3 separate regions of the Gossypium hirsutum genome follow, and regions 1 and 2 are each linked to region 3. Evidence: chromatin contacts called from public Hi-C data. All regions are on one chromosome and are shown on one strand. Each heading gives the region's core, a stretch centred on a gene start, on an enhancer-like site or on the middle of the called end of the contact. The rest is flanking DNA. Distances are from core to core; before and after follow the strand shown.

Region 1 (3,801 bases), core at 863-3,362, 310 kb before region 3:
TGCATTTTGAATGAAAACAAAGAACCATCGTTGTTTGTGTGTTGTGTGGCTAAAAAAGTAAGACTAGCCCAAAAGCACTTCTTGGCTGAAAAAGCTAAAAAAATCTCATTTTTCATCTGCCCAAAAGCACTTCAAAAATGCTGGAAATTTGCAAGAGATGAAGTTCGTTCTTTATTTCTTTTTAGAGAAAAGTGCTTGTACATGTAAAAGCCCATCTCAGATGCAATAAAGAACGAAGCCTTAGTCTAGTTCGACCCTGATTAAATACTAAAGTTACATATTTTATGTAATTAATTTGGTTAATTTATGAAAGTGCACCACTAATTTTACCATATTTATTGAATTTTGTGCAGGAATGTAATTTGGGGCTAAATAGAAGAAAAAAGAAACAATTGGGCTAGATTGAAGAAAGAAGCAAAGAAGGAGGGCCAAAGAAGAATTTTTCCAAAATTAATTAGCTGAAATTTTTGAGTTGGTGGGAGAATATTTTGGGATTTATTTTATTATAGGATATTTTTCCTTAATTTCCTATGACTAGTTGGCTCCTAATTTAGTAAATCCTCTAGTATAAATAGAGCTTGTATTGTTCATCATTTCATCAATCAAAAAATTATTAAGCTCTTGTCTTTCAATACATTCTCTCTTTTCTCACGTAGCATTGTTGTTTCTTTAGTTTCCTTTCCTTCAATTTTTTCCAGTAGCTAATCACCAAATCAAGCCATTTGCAATTTCCTTTTTTTTTCAATTCTTTTCCAAATAGTCAACCACCCCATTTTAATATATTCCAACCCCCATACTCAAACACATCACCCATCTTTTCACCCATTTACCTTAATTAATTTATCAAATACCAACATGTCCCAAACCTTAGCCAACTAAACCCATTTTCAGCTTTAGGCCTAAATTAGCCTCGTCAAAACCTGTGAGTTACGAACCCGAGCCATTTAACTCCTAAAATTCCAGTACTTATTACTTCTCCGGATTAAGAGTGTGATTTTGTCAGCTCATAAAGTCAGATAAACACTAAGTCAAAAAAGACGTCGTTTGATTTAGTGTGGTTAGACGTACAGTTGGAATTCCAAAAGGAACGTTTCCAATCGGTTTTCTGTGAACACATTGGCGTGCCAAGTGGAGATTGCTGTTTGGTTCCGTCAAGGGAAGTAGTAACCGGATTTAAATGTCCCACGCGGTTGAGCACATTGGTTCGAGCTAGGCTCTTCTAGAACGCAAAGCTGCCGGAGTACTAAATCACGAACGTTTCGTGGTTGTTCGATCGGTAAGGGTTAGTTATTGGACGTTCCATAACTAATTTACACAAGGAAGAGTAGGTGTCCGAGGCGTCCTTGGTAGCTATAACTAGCTTATTGGAAAAGAGGAGTTCATCCAATTTCGAGGATCAGTTTAAAGACGAGAAAAATTCGTGTCTAAAGCTGAGCTCATTCTAATTAATTTTTCTTAATATTTATTTCACGGTTTTTATTATTCTGTTTTCAACCTTTACTTTTGATGTTATTTTTCTGTTAATTTCAGGTTTTCAAATTTTTATCCCCCCGAACGTCTTGGGCACGACAGCTGCCCCAACATAAATCTGGTCAAACGAGCAACAATTTACAGTAAACCAGTCTCTGAGGGATCGACCCTACTCCCTATACTGCATAATTTGCAAATTAAGGCGTAGGTTTATATTGGTGGATTCGACACCCATCAGACCCAAGTTTATTAACTCCAAATTTTTACCCTTATTCCCCACTTCCCAGCAAACCTAGTCCCGATATTCCCCTTTTCTTTCCCTTTCCAATCATTATTTCCCCTTAATCCTTAACATTTTCCTTGTTTCTTTGTCATTGCCATCACTGTTGCTTATCTTCATTTTACTACTTTTCGCTGATTTTAATTTCTTTATTTTTGCAGAAAATATTGACCGCGAGAATTTTTGATCTTTCACCCATTGTTCCTTTCATTTCCTTTTCACGATCATTCCTTTCCCTTTAGATCTACGCTTCCTTATTTGAACCCAATTTTGTTATCTTTTTACTACTTTCGAAAGTTTGGGTTTTTTTGGTTGCTTTGCTTTTTATTCATTTTGATTCCATTTGGATTCAATTCGATCGAGGGAAAAATCATTTGGATTCTCTCTTTCGATACTTTAGACTTGTTATTTTCGATTGAATCGGAAAAAAAGAAGAAACAAAGATTGATTAGAGTGGATTGATGAAATTAGGGTAAAAAAAGGTCGAGCCCGAGTTTAATATATATAATATGGGCCAGACTTAAACAAAAATATCAATCTATTTTTTTGGGCCAGCCTGGGTCTACCAATTAGGACTGAAATTTTGATTAAACCCGGCCCGCATTAATTTTTTTATAATAAAAATAGATAAAATTTTTAATATAACTATAGATTTACTAAGAGGTTACTATTTTTATCGGTATTTGCTAATAATAACAACATTTGGGCGCCTTTTTGCTTCAAACAGCAACTCTCCTCAACTCGATATATATGTTTTTTCTTTTTCTACCTTCCCCTTTTTAGTATTGTAGTAGGGCTTCCCTTCTTTTCCTACCTTCAAACATCCGGAGGAGACGTTCAATCGGCCGGCCCTCGACAGGTGAGGTGAGCCACTTTCGCTTTCAAAAGGCACTTACTTTTTTTTTTTTGGGGGGGGGGGGCTTATCTGCTAGATACAACCAAAAAGCTCATGCCTTTTAGCCGTTCGATGAAATGCCTAAACCAGAATTTTCGCTGAAGCCCGATTTGAAGACAGGTTTACTTTAATTTACTTTAATATTATTTTTTCACCGGGCAGAAGAAATGGACAGCTTACGCCAGGAGAAAATACAGAAATTCGAAGAATTTGTTGATCGCCGCCTTAAACCTGATCTTGTTCATGCTATTGTTGAACGGTATGAATTGACAACGTTCCCATTTTTCCTCTACTAATATTTAGCCTGCTTTTTTTATTTATATATTTGAACACCAAAAGTAAAAGGAATAACGACATTGCTAATCATATTTTCCCCATATTTTTGCAGCGACAAAATCTTTGACCAGCAAAAAATTTTGTATCCTTTTATTTAGAGACGAATTTGTTCCTTTTTGAGTAACAAGGACACAGTTTTTAAGAATTTTCAATGCTAATTTTTTTTCCCTCAATGGGGTTTCTTTTTTGTTGCTGAAAGATTAGAGCTTTGTATCTGTTTACTTTGACACTTTTTCATGTAGCTCTGATTTGCGGAAGAACATAGAAAATTTAGAGAAAAACAGTGTAACTAGTCTTCGGACCTTGGTTAATCTCGGGTCTGAAGTGTACATGCAAGCAGAAGTGTAAGTTTTCTATGTCTATCGTTTCTGGTTTATCATACACCTGTTTTTACTTTACTTTTGTACTAATGTTTACTCCATTTTCCTTTTCAGAATTAAAAAAAATTACTGCAATTTATGCATTTATTTCGTGATTTTCACATTGTCATAGTATCATGAAATAGGATTATTCATGTTTTATATGCCCTTTACTTGTTTTTGGTTCAAGGGTGAGCTTGTATGTAATGTACGGTTAAAACTTAAGACTTCTGTTGAACTTTGTGATTGCAATTGGATTTTGACTTAAGAATTTGCTCATCCCATGTTTAATCCGTTATTATTATATTTAAATTTTCTTGGATTTGTGTGTGCTTGTGGTTTTTTGGGGGCTTCCTCTTTTGATGTTTACAGGCCAGATACCCAACGTATATTTGTGGATGTCGGACTCGGGTTTCATGTGGAGTTCACCTGGTCAGAAGCATTAAAGTTCATCTCATTGA
Region 2 (3,968 bases), core at 1,217-3,716, 400 kb before region 3:
CTTTTTGGTAGATAGTCAATGGACTTGCATCTAAATATTAAGAGCCAAGGGCTAACACTATGTTTTCAAAATCGGACCGGTCAATCCGATTCATTTTAAATGAATTGCCTAGTAAGTTATTTGGATTTTTTTTTCCCTAAAAATGAAAATGTTGTCTCAGTTATGAAAATATAACACGGTCAAACACAATAGCAAATACTGTTCCCTCGATAAAAAAACAGTGCATTAATTAAAGAGGAAGTAAAGTTCCCTTTCAATAGAGAAACTTCAAACTAAAAAATATAAAAAAATAAATAAATTTTGTCATGCTTTGGGTCGGGTTGATGCAAAATTTTAAGTTTATCTTTTAGGCTAGGGTTCGGTCCGAACTAAAAAATGGGTCTAAAATTTTGTTCAATTTTAGCTCAGATAAAAAATACCATATTGGAGTTTGGCCTAAATTGGAGTTTGGCCTATCCGTATTACTTCATTTTAGATTATTTTTTTATATAAAATAGATTTAAAAAGTATAATACATTAAATACACTAAAAATATTAAAACAAATGTTTCCCGGCAAAGTAAAAATATATTAAACAATATTTTTATACTTGAATAACATCAACATAGTTACAATTTCTCAAGTAAATGCCTCTAAAATAATAGTAAAATTAACAATAAAACAAGAGTGATATAATATACAAACAATAACAACAAAATAGTATAAATATAATAGCAAAATGATTGCAAAACAATAACATAACAACGCAACAGAAAAAGATTTAGTCAAATTCGAGTCAAGTCAGGCCAAAAAAACTTGCTTGAGGCCCAACTCATTTAGAAAATGTGCCTTACTTTTTGTCCAAGCCCATTGTTCGAGCCTATATTTTTTTCTAAACCCTCTCATTTTTCAGGTGGACCTTCGAGCCTAGGTAGGTAGCCCGATTCATGACCAAGTTTAGTTGGCATGTTGCACTTGCATGCTCATTTTACGGAGTTTGTGACTAGTGCCAACAACCTGAGGGAGGTGAGAAACTGAAGAGGACAATGGCATGAAGGAAGCCGAAGCAACAGCTAGCAAACAACAGCAACGAGCAAGCAGAGGCACAAACCAAGAGAGGTAGCAAATCTGAAGGAAGCAGAGAGGCCACACCCTCAATGTCAACTTTTTCTTAATTCAAACTGGTGCGGCCTGATTAGAGGTGATCATGGGTTGGGCTACCCAGCCCGGCCCGATGGTCCGCCTAAAAATGGGAGGGTTCGGGTAAAAATATAGGTCCGAAATATGGGTTTAGGCAAAAATAAATTAGGCCCGTTTAGAAAATGGGTCGGGCCTAGGGTAAAACATTTTTGGCCCTGGCCCAACCTGACCCCGGCCCGAATTATATATTAAATATATATTTTTTATTTTTAATCAAATATATTTTTTAAAATTTAATATGCTATTTTCTTTTTAAAATATGCTATTTTGGTGTTGTAAAATTTAATATGGGCCGGGCTCGGGCTTAGCAATTTTCTTTTACGGACTTAGGTAAATTTTTAGGCTCATATTTCGGGCTGAGCCGGGCTTAGGCTCGGGCCTAGAAAACAAGCCTAAAATTTTGTCTGGATCTGACCCGAACCGACCCATAATCACCTCTAGGCCTGATACCTAGTTTGTATTTAAGAGTATTTTTTTAGTATCGCTTGGACATGTTGACAACATAACTTAATATATATATATTAACTTTAATTGACTTATTGATAAAATATGAGAGAAATTTTAGGTAACTCGAAAACATTATAAAAAATAATCCATTTTTAAAATTAATTTATATTTTATATTATTTACGTAATTAATCATTTTTAGTATTATTTTAATAAAAACCCACAGCTTTATATTCAACTAGAGGTCATGGGCCGGGTCGGGTTTTAAGCTCAAAAAAATTTCGGCCCGCGTTCTAGGCTTGGGCTCGGGAAAAAATTCCTCGAGCCCAGCCCGACCCGGCCTATTTTTTAATAAACACCAAAAATTTATTTTAAAAAAATAAAAAAAAATATTTTAAAAATATTTTAAAATTAAAAAATAAAAAATATATTTTTATTAAATTCGGGCCGGGCCGGGCCAAGCCAGGGCCAAAAAAGCGCTACCCGAATCCCGGCCTGTTTTCTAAACGGGCTTCATTTTTTGCCCAAACTCATATTTCGGGTCTATATTTTTACCCAAACCCTCCCATATTTCGGATTGGTAGTCGGGCCGGGTAGTATATTCAACCAATAAAAAGAAATATTATTTTAATATAAAAAGAAAGAAGTGGGTAACAGCATTATATTATTTTAAATATCTTTTTTTTTTTACTGAAAAGTCTGAAATGAACCGTTTCCTCCATGCCAAACCCCTTTTTATATATTTTCAGTATTTTTTTAACATGTAAACCGGTTGGGCCGGTGGTCAGGCCGGTTCGATCACCGGTCCGGTTATAAAATCGTTGGGTTAACATACTAAATCGAGCTGATGACCTACATCTTAATCCAATCCTAACCTAAACATAAAGTCAATTTTCATTTGTAGACTTGAAACTAATATCAACCGCTCATGGGGGATTCTTTTTTAACCCTCTTATCTTTACTTATTAAGCTTGTTCATCTCGAAGAAAAGCCAACAACCCAACAATGATTTGCTCAACAGCTTCCTCTCTCCCCATTTATTTTGATGAAAGAATCTCTATTACCTCCACTAAAATCTTGAAAACTTCTTCTTCTTCTTCTTCACCTTGTTATTTACCGTTGAATTGCAGTGTGTTACACAAGTCTTTTGTACCTTTGGCTGCTTCAGTTACTATTCTTCTGTCTCCAATTCCAGGTACCACTATACAATGATTTAATGTTAGACTTCCATGTCTTCAATTTGAGTTCATTGCATTGACTGTTTATTTCACCACTTGGGTAACTTGAGTTGCTTCTTCTTTTCCTTTTTCCTTTTTCCTTTTTTTTTCATTTTAGGATTTTGTTTATAAAATTCTTTCTTGGGTTGGATATGGTATGTTCATCAATTTGTTTCGACTTCCATAAGAAATTAACTACAGAAATTATTGAAATCCAAGGTATAGTTAAAAAAATGATTACTTGAGCTTCTGTGTTTTTTTTTTTTGCAGCCAAAGCTGGATTGTTATCAGGATTCCCCGGAATCGAATCAATCCCTGGTCCTCAATTACCTGAAATTGAGTTCCTAAATCGCTTCAATGGTTTGATTTATCGTTCTCACCATAATCCGTTGACATTTGTGGTTTGAATTCTAAAATTAGCCTTAAAAAATATTGGGTTTTGATTATGCAGAAGAAAACCAGAAGAAGTACGCTGAAGCTGATGCAAGATTCAAGTCATCTCCCTTGCTGAAGCAGCTGTTAGAGCGGTCAAAGCAGAACAAAGAAAAGTAATTCACTTTCTTTACCCCATATCACTATCAAAATTGCTTACTTAAACTGCATTACTTCAAATCCGGTTCATGCAATAGCCTTAAAAAGTGACATGAAATTTGAATCCGAGCATCTATAATCCCTTTTCCCTTTTATCCTCATACTATGAACTACTTGTCTCTAGAGGGAAGAATAAAAAAAGGGTGTGTTTGTTTAACTACGGGGATAGAAAGAGGTTGTAGATGTTCCAATCAAATTTACTAAATACGTCTCTTAAAGGTGTTTACATGAATCAACTGTAACTTATTAGTTATTGAATTTGCATTATCGATATGGAAGGGTTGTAGATTTCAGGATTCAAATCCCAAATTTACTGAATACTAAGAATAGTTGCATGAAGCAACTAAGCACATTATTTGGTTAGGCATTGAGATAGAATTGTGCTGTTGAACTTGCAATATTTCGTGTAAAGGAGGCCTTAGTATGGGGATAGGGGAACGATTGCAATGTTGAGAATCTAACTTGAGACATATCAAAATACCACTCATAAGGGTGATTGCATGAACTGACTGAATTAAGCTCTAGGTTCTTGAACT
Region 3 (3,755 bases), core at 585-3,084:
CATATTCATAACCACAATTCATTTCATCATCAAATCGCATATATTTCATGTCATGCAACATATTTCTACCCAAAAGTTTATAACACATATCAAGACAATTCAAGTTATTTTCCATTTTATTCATTTTAGTTCTCGATCTCGATAATTCATATCAAGCTGAACACAATGATTAAAGGTGGAAGTCGAAGTAAACACCTCGATATTAAGTAACTTAGCAATTAAGGATCACATTAAATCCTTGGAAGATCTTATTGAGCACATAAATACAATGTTGATGGTAGTTGATCATATGGAAAAAGGCGTGCCACCAAAGTTGTTTAAAGATCAAGTCTTTGAAATGTGATTATTCTTAGAATTGTCACTATAAGTAATATTTAGTTTAGTTTGTTTTCTCAGTCTGGTTGTGTGTTTTGAGCAGAGAAAATAAACATTTTGTTTAGACCTAAAACAAACGCTAGAGGTTTGTCCATAAAGTAACTTCCCACATTTGTGAGTTTATTTAGGAGAAGAAAATTTGCATTGTAATACATCGAAGAAATACTCGGTTAAATATATTATGTATAATACTGGTATTGAGAATATTGTTATAAGATTGGGGTCAGCGGGAGAATGCTAAAACATTTATTTATTAGTGGTCCTTAATTTTATAATGCAAAGTTAAATAACTTTGTATATTGAGGGTAATTACTTATGGAATTTTTTGAGTTTGGGGGATTAAATAGGGTGTGAGAGAGTTTGATAATAACTGCTTAACCATACCCCATTCATTATCTTTAAAAGGATAATGTGGTTTTTTTTAGAGAGTTTTCAAATGTTTTGGATAGGCACAATCTTTTAAACAATTTTATTTTTAGGATTTGAAAATTCTAATTTTACATCAATTATATGTTATGGATGGAAGTTCATTCATTGTTCTTTGATTTTGAAAAGAAGTTGATACTTAATTTTTCAACTTTTATATATTTATATCTTACAACTCCAATCTATATTAAATTGTTGTCATTATTAAAAAATTGATTAAAAATTAGTTATTTAATAATAAAGGGTTAATATTTCCTTTTTTATAAAAGCTCGTACTTTTATTTCTTTAAAAAAACCACAAATTTGATATTTCTTTTCTAAAAACACCGACATGGTATTAAAGAAAATAAGGGGAGAGAGAGGCAGGATTTTGGCCGTCCTGGTTAAAAGGGATAATAACACTTCTAACCCCTTGTACTTTCACCCGGTTATGTGTGCTAAAAATGGAAAAAGAGTTGGGTAAAGGAAATCATTGTCCAAAATTAGGCCTTCAACCAACCAAATGTTCAATAGCTTTCCGTAGGAATATAATACAGATATTTTTATGATCATTTACATCCACCACCATTTGTTGCTGTGCATCACCGCCTCGTTAAGCGTAAATCAGGATCCGAATGGGGGCATTGGACCCACCCCTTTACCTTTTTCTCCCTGTCAATTCCTAAGCGCGTGGGTCCCCCTTTGCTCTCTATGCGCATGACGCACCCCGTTTTAATTTAACACGGTCTTTGCTTTTTTGATAACACCAAAATATAAGGCCTAAGTGTTCTCTCAGTCCCTGTAATTTTTTTAACTTTAATCACTTATATTTTTAATACTATTAGTCGGTTTAAAAATTTCTTTTAAAATACCATATGCACCTATTAGTAATATTATGGATTGGAGTTTGGTTTTCAATTCAAATAATGATTATATATATTTTGAAATGGGTTAATAGAAACTAAATTGTAAAAGGTTGAAGAATACAGGGACTGACATTATATTTAAACTAAAACATAAGGAAGATTAAAAGTAAAGCGAGATCTCTGTGTTTCTTGTAATTAGGAGGCTTGGATTGTATTTATAAACCCAAAAATAGGATTCACGACAAATTGAAAGACAAAAGATAAAGTCGAAATTTGGGATTCTTTTATCCCAATCAATCCCCCCCCCCCGTCTTTATATAATTAAAACCCTTTTCTCTCTAAACCTTGTTTCCACGGTGATCGTTCTTCTTCGATTTTAATATAATCGAAGATTTCTTTTGGGGGAGATCAGGTTTTTTTTTTCTTAAAAACTTTTCAGTGTTTTATTGACACGTCTCTCCCTTCCCTTCCCTTCCAAGCTCTGAAAATCTCCCTTCCATCATTTAATTCTCTTTTCTTTGAGATCTTCACCCACTGATTTCATCTATTCATGCGATTGGTAACTCATCTGACACTTCTTTCCTTCCTTCCATCATGGGTTTATATTTTTCCTTCTGATTTAAAGATTCTTTTTTTTTTTTAAATTTTTACTCAAATCAGCTCTTAGCTAGTTTAAGTCCACTGATCTTTGTTCCCCATCATTGGATCCTTATGATTTTGCAGGTTACTATTTTAAAAAAATGGCACTGAAACCGAATTCAGCGGATGGTAGAACAAGGAGTTGGGTTCAGATATTTATCGTTTTTGGATTATGTTGTTTTTTCTACATATTAGGAGCATGGCAACGAAGTGGTTTCGGCAAAGGGGATAGCATAGCTTTAGAGATAACCAAACACGGCGCCGATTGTAACATCATCCCGTCGTTGAACTTCGAAACCCATCACGCCGGCGAAGTGGGGAACGTCGGTGAATCTGAAAAGATCAAGTCTTTTCAGCCCTGCCCTCCTCGTTACGTTGATTACACGCCTTGCCAAGATCAAAAGCGTGCCATGACTTTCCCCAGGGACAACATGATCTATCGGGAGAGGCATTGTCCCCGGGAGGAAGAGAAGTTGCATTGTCTTGTCCCGGCACCTAAAGGATACGTGACCCCGTTTCCTTGGCCTAAGAGTAGGGACTATGTGCCTTATGCTAATGCTCCCTATAAGGCCTTGACGGTAGAGAAGGCTATTCAGAACTGGATCCAATATGAGGGTAATGTATTCAGGTTCCCTGGTGGAGGAACGCAGTTCCCACAAGGTGCGGATAAGTATATTGATCAGCTTGCTGCTGTGATCCCGATTACGAACGGGACTGTAAGGACTGCACTTGATACCGGTTGTGGGGTATGTCATACTGTCATGTTCTTCAAATTTTTTCAGTTGATCTATTGATTTGTAGCTTTGAGGATCTGTTTTAGGTGTATAAATCTTAAAAATTGGTTCCTTTGTATAGGTTGCGAGTTGGGGGGCATACTTGTGGAGTAGAAACGTCCTTACCATGTCGTTTGCACCAAGAGATTCACATGAAGCACAGGTTCAGTTTGCCCTTGAAAGAGGTGTTCCTGCTGTTATTGGTGTTCTTGGGACCATAAAAATGCCATATCCATCCAGAGCTTTTGATATGGCTCATTGTTCTCGTTGCTTGATTCCATGGGGAGCAAATGGTGAGTCATATGCTCAAACTGAGTGTTCCTTTGAGATTTGTCCTTTGAGGTGTTGTTTTAGTGAGGATTTGTCGTTGTAGATGTTAAGTGATTGATGACTGATTATGGATTTGTCTAAATTGCAGATGGCATGTATTTGAAGGAGGTTGATCGTGTTCTTAGACCAGGTGGCTACTGGGTACTTTCTGGTCCACCAATCAATTGGAGGAACAATTACAAAGCATGGCAGCGTCCCAAGGAGGAGCTTGAGGAGGAACAGCAAAAGATTGAGGATGTTGCCAAACTCCTTTGCTGGGAGAAGAAGCATGAGAAGGGTGAAATTGCCATTTGGCAAAAGAGAGTCAATGATGAGTCTTGTCGTGGTAGAGAAGATGATTCTCAAGCCAAATTCTGCAAGGCTGAAG

The links. A called contact is a pair of places that touch in the nucleus more often than the background predicts.
Region 1: a Hi-C map of leaf shows a contact between it and region 3, with 1.9 times the contacts expected there. The contact joins the promoter of LOC107903935 here to the promoter of LOC107904069 in region 3. A contact is called at or near these places in 4 of 34 Hi-C or Micro-C datasets (leaf and seedling).
Region 2: a contact with region 3 is called in a Hi-C map of leaf, with 2.0 times the contacts expected there. The contact joins the promoter of LOC107903930 here to the promoter of LOC107904069 in region 3. A contact is called at or near these places in 6 of 34 Hi-C or Micro-C datasets (callus and leaf).

The regions. Positions count from the first base shown.
Region 1 is chrD05:35,715,837-35,719,637 of Gossypium_hirsutum_v2.1, reverse strand. It overlaps LOC107903935 (protein UXT homolog), which reads left to right and starts at 2,112. Exons shown (of 7, transcript XM_016830156.2): 1 at 2,112-2,614; 2 at 2,808-2,904; 3 at 3,034-3,063; 4 at 3,224-3,325; 5 at 3,713-3,801. The coding sequence starts at 2,813. It overlaps LOC107903934 (40S ribosomal protein S6), which reads right to left and starts at 234. Exons shown (of 4, transcript XR_001686019.2): 1 at 1-234.
Region 2 is chrD05:35,801,849-35,805,816 of Gossypium_hirsutum_v2.1, reverse strand. LOC107903930 reads left to right here and starts at 2,466. Exons shown (of 4, transcript XM_041092917.1): 1 at 2,466-2,819; 2 at 3,112-3,201; 3 at 3,293-3,389. The coding sequence starts at 2,630. LOC107903929 (26S proteasome non-ATPase regulatory subunit 10) reads left to right here. Exons shown (of 6, transcript XM_016830144.2): 6 at 1-125.
Region 3 is chrD05:35,401,873-35,405,627 of Gossypium_hirsutum_v2.1, reverse strand. LOC107904069 (probable methyltransferase PMT2) reads left to right here and starts at 1,834. Exons shown (of 7, transcript XM_041092909.1): 1 at 1,834-2,205; 2 at 2,370-3,031; 3 at 3,141-3,351; 4 at 3,477-3,755. The coding sequence starts at 2,387.